Linked DNA regions of Gossypium hirsutum: region 2 is linked to region 1. The links are chromatin contacts, called in public Hi-C maps. All regions are on one chromosome and are shown on one strand. The core of a region is the stretch at or near the end of the contact, and the rest is flanking DNA. Distances in the headings are between cores, read along the strand shown.

The links. A called contact is a pair of places that touch in the nucleus more often than the background predicts.
Region 2: a Hi-C map of leaf shows a contact between it and region 1, with 3 times the contacts expected there. The contact joins the enhancer-like site here to the promoter of LOC107899764 in region 1. A contact is called at or near these places in 7 of 34 Hi-C or Micro-C datasets (anther, callus, leaf and 1 more).

What each region holds. Positions count from the first base shown.
Region 1 is chrD04:29,725,931-29,729,417 of Gossypium_hirsutum_v2.1, forward strand. LOC107899764 (mitochondrial fission protein ELM1) reads right to left here and starts at 1,748. Exons shown (of 11, transcript XM_016825557.2): 1 at 1,379-1,748; 2 at 1,037-1,199; 3 at 826-892; 4 at 585-681; 5 at 1-65. The coding sequence starts at 1,561.
Region 2 is chrD04:30,213,858-30,217,344 of Gossypium_hirsutum_v2.1, forward strand. LOC107899741 (a long non-coding RNA gene) reads left to right here. Exons shown (of 4, transcript XR_001684805.2): 4 at 2,706-3,487. Among protein-coding and RNA genes, the nearest start is that of LOC107899741, 3.8 kb to the left of the region's middle. Within about 2 kb of position 1,929, at least 5 of the 9 cell types and tissues checked have an H3K27ac peak or open chromatin away from gene starts, as enhancers often do. A contact at or near this core is called in leaf, where this site is marked.

The DNA of each region.
Region 1 (3,487 bases), core at 498-2,997:
TAATAATCATGCTGAGGAGTAATCACTAAATCAAACCTATTCAGCCGTGACCGTGGATGTTGTATCTGAAAATTGAATCAAAGAAAAATATATATAAAACCACAAATTGCAGTATGTGCATCTAAAAAGAAAAAAGTTTAACAGTATATATTAAATGTGGACAAATGGAGAAAAGACACAAAATGTAAATAAGTGATAATAATGTAATAAATGTAAGACAAACAGAGAAATGTAAAAAAAAAAAAAAAAAAACATATGATTACCGGCATAATGAATAAACAATTTCAGGCCATTTTCTTGGATTTTTTTCTTATGAGAAATATAAAAGCCAATATGTATCTGAAAAGAAATATATAAAAGGTTAAACATTCTGACCACCTTTTAAAGGTTGAACATTCTGACCACCTTTTAAACTTTTAACCTACTGTGAAATCACCCAGGTCTACAAAGTCGAAACAGTTGAATAACTTCAAAGGAAACATACAAATTGCCTTGTATATCAAGCACCTAGTGGGAACTCTAATACAAAATCTCATTCAAATATAAACAAAGAGGAAAAGAGAATTAAAAAAAAAAGGTTTAACCTGAACAAGAAAAACATTTTCTGTGGCTAACCGTTTAATGGAGCTCGCAACAGAAATTGTATCCCGACCAGACGCTATGACCAACAGAGGGCCCTCCCTAATAGAGTAAAAAAAAATAAGAAAATAATCACAAGAGAAAGAACTGCCACTAGAAGCTAAATCACATAGCTTCAACGTCAAGTGTCACATTGTGCAACAAAAAGTAGTAGCAAACAAAGAAATTCAAGTTGGAAGAATATACTTCTCAAATGTATCCCGTGCCATCATTGCAATTTGTTTTGCATCAGCTTCTATTACACTGGACAGCCCTGTAGTTCTCATATGAATTTTGATTTTTTTTTGGGGGGGGGTACAAAAAAAAAGGACAAATCAAAGACTTCTTCAACATAAAAGGGTGCCATCTTTGGTACTGCAATATGAAACCATATAATTTGAGAGCTGAAAACAGATACCAGTTTTTTCAACTGCAAAAGGAACCACTTTACTCCATCTAGCTTCCCCTTGAACTCCTGAATAGATGCAAATTTGCCTTATAACATAATCCAATTTTTTATGAAGAGAAACCGGAAGCCAATGTAGCCACTTATTGATTCCTCCTCTTGGCCTTGTAACACGCTGCATAATAGATTAAACAAATACTATATAAATAATAACAAATCAAAATTTCCCATTCCTTACAAATAGCTGTATTTCGATTTGAATCTTGGGACATGTAAAAGACACACAATAATTAGATTAAAAGAACTGAGTTTTGAAATGAACGGTCAAAAAGGAAGATATAAAGAGAAGCTTACATATAAAGTAAGACAACCCGAGAGGCCTAAAGCCCGAACCAAACCGATGCATTGATTCTCAGCTCCCGAGAAGCCATTTCCTATCACAACAACCCGTTTGATTATCCCATAAATCCCGGCTTCGAACACCTCCGCCGCGCTCCTCCGTCCTATGGGCGGTTCAGGAAGCCTTATGGGTCTCATGAGCCACCTCTGGAATAACCCAGTCACTTGTTACTTGATGAAGATCGATTGTCCTTTTAAGGAAACAGCGAAACGAGTCGAATTGTTAGTATTGTTGTTTGAATATTAAAACGGGCCCAAGAAAAGGCCACTATAGAACAATAAAGTCTTGGTGGACTTTTTTGAACAATAAAGGTCATTATATTTGGGTTTATAATCTTTTTAGCTTTCTTTTTCTATTGTTCTTTTACTGGGTTTTTCAGCTATATTACACGCATGCACAGAGAATAAACTTGGCCAGTATGGATTGATTTTTATAAATCTAGCCATTATATTTCATATTATTTATGTAAATTGTGCCTATTAAATATGGAATAAATTAAAATTATATAATTATTTATTTTATGTAAAAGAAAATTTTCGATCATTAAATATATATTAATGTAGACAGTATTTTAAATTAATATCATAAAAATATTAGATCAATTTAAAATTTTATATGCATGATAAGTATATATATATATAACAACTGTAAAAACATGATTGATTCAAAAGCCCAAGGCCAACGAGGTAGTGGGGAAGTTAGGGATTGGCAGGTCCTGTTCCTCTTAAATGGAAAAATTTTCATTTAAGCTCTTTATAATAAAATTATATTTTGCCCCTCCCAAAATGATAAAAAATGATTTAGTCATTTAAAATTATAAAGCTATAGGTTATTAAAATAGTGAAATTGCATTTTTACTATTTAAAAAAAATGCAATTTAATTCCACCCCACTAACAAAAATTCTAGCTTCTCTCTTGCAATGAGACATATACGATGGCCCAAAAACAATAGTACACAACAATTTCATTTACAAAAACAACAAAGAAACTGTACGAAACCGATATGAGAACCACAACCAACAACAATGTAAAATGAAGATTTATGACTGGACCATAAGGATTTAAACTTAACGTCTTGTATTGACTTGGTCCCAGCCTCTAGTAGCCTTTTAGTGCATTCATAGTGTTTGGGTATGATATTTTAGAAGGATAAGTCGCAAATGGGATAAAACATTTATAAGAAAATAAAATTGTAAAGACAACCAAGGAACATCCATCATCTTAAACAAAAAATAATTAAGTTTGAGGCAAAAGTGATCTCAGTCTAGAACACATGCCCATTGGCCTTACAATCATTTTAAGGACTGTCTATTTGCTTTATGCATTATAAAATTAAACGTTAAAAATTATTTGAGAAAAAATCAAGAAAAAGGAACATAGGAAAAATCAAACCCCTAATATGATATTAAAATAACTAAGAGAAATCAAGAAAAGGAAGAAAAATGAACAAGAAAAACTCAAACAAAGTTTTGCTTCTTATACAAAAAGGGAATAAGGAGATCATATAAAGGAAATGCTTAGTAAAAAAAAATTCAATCTTAATAAATATTGAAATTTTAGTTGTTGTGGTGAGAAATAAATTGTGCCACATTATTAGGTATTATATATTTATGACGAATCAAATAACGGAAGATGATGATGGTGTATAGCAATTCACCTAACTTAAGGTTAGGTGGAGAGCTATTGTGCAAGGTGGTCAGAGCTTGGTTGGAATATGGCTGATGAGAGGGAGAGAAAGACTATTGAAAGAGGAGAAAGAGAGAGAGTGTGTGTGTGTGTGTGTGAGAGAGAGAGAGAGAGAAAGAGGACCCCCCGATGTATGGGAGTTAAGGGTTTATTTATTCTAATATGGGATCCCAAAGTGCCACGTGTCACTATCCTATTGGTTGTCACAGTGTAAGTTGATGGATTATTCTTCCATGGTAGGCCTAGACTATACAACTAGGGTGGTGATTGGACACAATGTCAATCACTTTAGATGGGATGTGATATATTGATGATATTTTGGTCGGGTGTCATGCCTCACTTTGTAGGGGACATTTTGGAGGAAAAAAGAGTACTTA
Region 2 (3,487 bases), core at 679-3,178, 490 kb after region 1:
AATATTTCTCTATATTCGTCGATTGCCTTATTCCCATTTCAGCTGAGATACTCTCTATTTCCACTTTCTCTGTATTAGTGCTGAAAAAAATTGTGGACTTATTAAAATTTACACATTGACCAGAGCAGCTCTCATATTCCTTCAATATATCTTTTAAAATCCCAGTTTTACTCTTTATCACTTCTCCAAACAAAATGCAGTCATCCGCAAATAGTAGGTGTGAAATTGCCGGACCTCTTCTACTAGCTTTTACTCCTTTAATCGGACCCTCCCTTGTAGCAATCCTGAGTAAGGCCGAAAGTCCTTCACTACAAATAAGAAAAAGAAAAGGGCTAAGTGGGTCACCTTGTCGAAGTCCTCTGGTAGGTTGAAAATCACTGCCTCTTCTCCCATTAGTAGTTACTACATACGAGACCGTAAAAATACACCTCATGATTAATGACACCCATTCCTCTACAAAGCCCATTCGGATCATAACTTCCTTTAAGAATGCCCATTCAACTCTGTCATAAGCTTTACTCATGTCCAATTTTATTACCATGAGTCCTTTTTTCCCTGTTCTTTTTTGACGAAGAGTATGAAGTAGTTCATAGGCTATCAATATATTATCTGATATTAGTCTTCCTGGGACGAAAGCACTCTGAGCATTATCAATACATCTGCCAATAAACTCTTGAAGACGATTCTCAATTGTTTTGGCTATAATTTTGTATATAACTGTGCATAGGCTGATAGGTCTGAAATGACCAAGATTTGTAGGTTTGGATGTCTTCGGTATAAGTATGATCTCAGTTAGGTTTAAACCTTTAAAATCCTTTCCATTATTCAAAACTCCCAAACAAAAGTCGCCAATATCTTTACCAACTATATGCCAATATTTCTGAAAGAATAATGCCGGGAAACTATCGAATCCTGGTGCTTTAGTAGATCCCATTCCTTTGAGTGCTGCAAAAATTTCTTCTGACAATAAATCTAGGTTGATTTCTGAAGATATACTATTATTGATACCTGTTAAAAGATGGGATAGATCTCCTGCGACATGAGTCGAAAAAAGGTTCTGGAAATAGCTCGTTGCAGTCTTGTTAATTTCTGATTCCTCGTGAATTCCAATTCCATCATCAGTGTCCAACCTGATTATTGTATTAATTCTTTTCCGCATTGAGGCATATTTATGAAAAAATGTTGTATTCTTATCCCCTAACTTAAGCGAATTAGCCTGTGCTCTCTGTTCCCAATACCTTTCCTCTTTATCAATCTCCATATTCAAATGAATTTTCGTATCAATTATTTTTGCCAGTATATCATCATCTCGTTCTTCCACCATTAAATCCTCGAGCTCCTTTGAAAGTTTGGCTGTCAATCCCTTCCGTTCCTTCTTTATTGATTTTGCCCATTTTGAAAGACTGATCTATAGTGTTTCCATCTTTTCAAGAATTGATCCATTTGAAGACTCACATGACTTCTTAATTTCCTCCTCAATTGACTCTTCTGTGGTCCACCATGCTTCAAATTTGAAATTTGAAGTTCCTTTGAATCTACTTTCGTTAGATGTGCTTATTAAAAAGGGACTGATCCGAAAGTGTAGACGTTAAATTGTGTATAATGCCTTCTGGAAAGAGCTCCAACCATTTTTCATTCGTAACACCCCTGTCAATTCTTTCTCTGATATTCGTTTCCTATAAATTTCCTTTTTCCCATGTGTACCATGCTCCAGAGTATCCCACATCTATAAGTTGGCATTCATTTAAAACCTTACGAAACGCTGCCATTCTTTTTTCCTCCCTTGGCAGACCACCTTTTTTCTCAAAAGAATAGGTTATTTCATTAAAGTCTCCACTAAAAAGCCAAGGGTAATTTTGATCCTGTCCCAACAGTCTTAATAGATCCCATGAGGCAATTTTATTTTGTGGCTAAGGTGATCCATAAAACCCTATGAATCTCCATTCTTCATTAACACCTTCTTCTTTAATCAGCACGTCCATATGACTTGTTGAGAGAGTTCTGAGTTTTACCTGAACCTCTTTATGCCATGCTAGGCAAATTCCTCCACGTGAACCTGTTGCTCCTACCTCCAGCCCATTCATAAAGCCACACCTCCTCCTAATTTCCTCCATTCGCTTCTCACTAACTTTAGTCTCCATAAAGAAGACCAACTGGGGATTATTTTGCTTCAGTAAAAATCGAAGTCTTCTCACTGCCCGCGGACTCCCCAATCCACGGACATTCCAGCATATGATTTTCATTGCGTCCGGTCGGCTTGCCATTTGGCAGCCGCCGATATATTCTGTTTGGAAGCATCTGTCAACAAACTAATTTCATCCTCACCCTTTTAGTTGTGTCTTCATGATCATCTTCTATGAGTTCTACCAATTTCCTCTTCTACAATTTACTTCCTTCCTCATATTGTCTCATCCCTTCTACTGGTTCTAATCTTCTCCAAGTGGCTTTCCTGATCGGTCTCATTACTTCTCCATCTGCTTTACTGCTCTCAATTTCTTTTTCATTAATTTCTCCTTCCTTTTGAATCTCTTTTCATTATATAAGTGCTCCCTCTGGTTTTCTTCAGTATTTCCTATATATGAACTTTGTGATTGTAATTTTTTTGATAGGGCATTCAATTTTAGGCTCTCCCTACCAACCAAATTTGACTCTGCTTTTAAAGCCAAGGAGAAAGTTGGGCTCTCTCTAATTGTCCTTTTTTTCAGGAATTATTTCTGTGCATTCATGGAGACCATGTCCCACTCTGCCACACCCGAAGCAAAAAATCGGTAGCTTCTCATACTTGAATGGGATCCAGCATTTATGACCTGTACCAGTTGAAACAAATATGCCCCTGCGAAGGGGTTTTTGCACATTTAATTTTATCCTAAGGCAGCAGAATTCACCCATAATTTCCGAACGAAGTACTCCTCCAAAAGTAACTCCTATAGCATGCAACAGATCTTTTTTTATCAAACTCTGGTAAACATGGCCTAATTTTAACCCAAAACAGGGATGAGTCAAGTCTGATTTGATCTCTTTCCATTGGTTTAATCAAACGTTCAAAAAGAACTAAATGTTTTCTAAACAACCATGGTTGGCCTTCCAAAACAGCTTCCAAGTCTTCCTCTAATTCAAAACTTATTAGAAAGAGATTTTGCCCTGCTGATTGAATCTCAAATTTTTTCTTTGTTTTCCATATACTTTTCATTTGTGCTATAAAACTGTCTTGATTATAAGATATCTTTGTCCAAACAGAGCAAATCAGAGATGTTTTACCTTTTGGTTCTACCATCGAGCTTTTGACCGATAACTGAATGAGTTCCTCTGCTAACAAGGAGATCTCATCTCCCCCAAACCCATCGTTGCCACCACTTTCCTTCATCCCAAGCCGCAGCAGCCACTGTTTTCGCTAGGATACCAGGGATAGCACTCTTGGCTTCTAGGGTTTTTCGTTTTAATACTCTTAATCTTGCATGAAATGCACAAATTTAAAAAAAATAGAGAA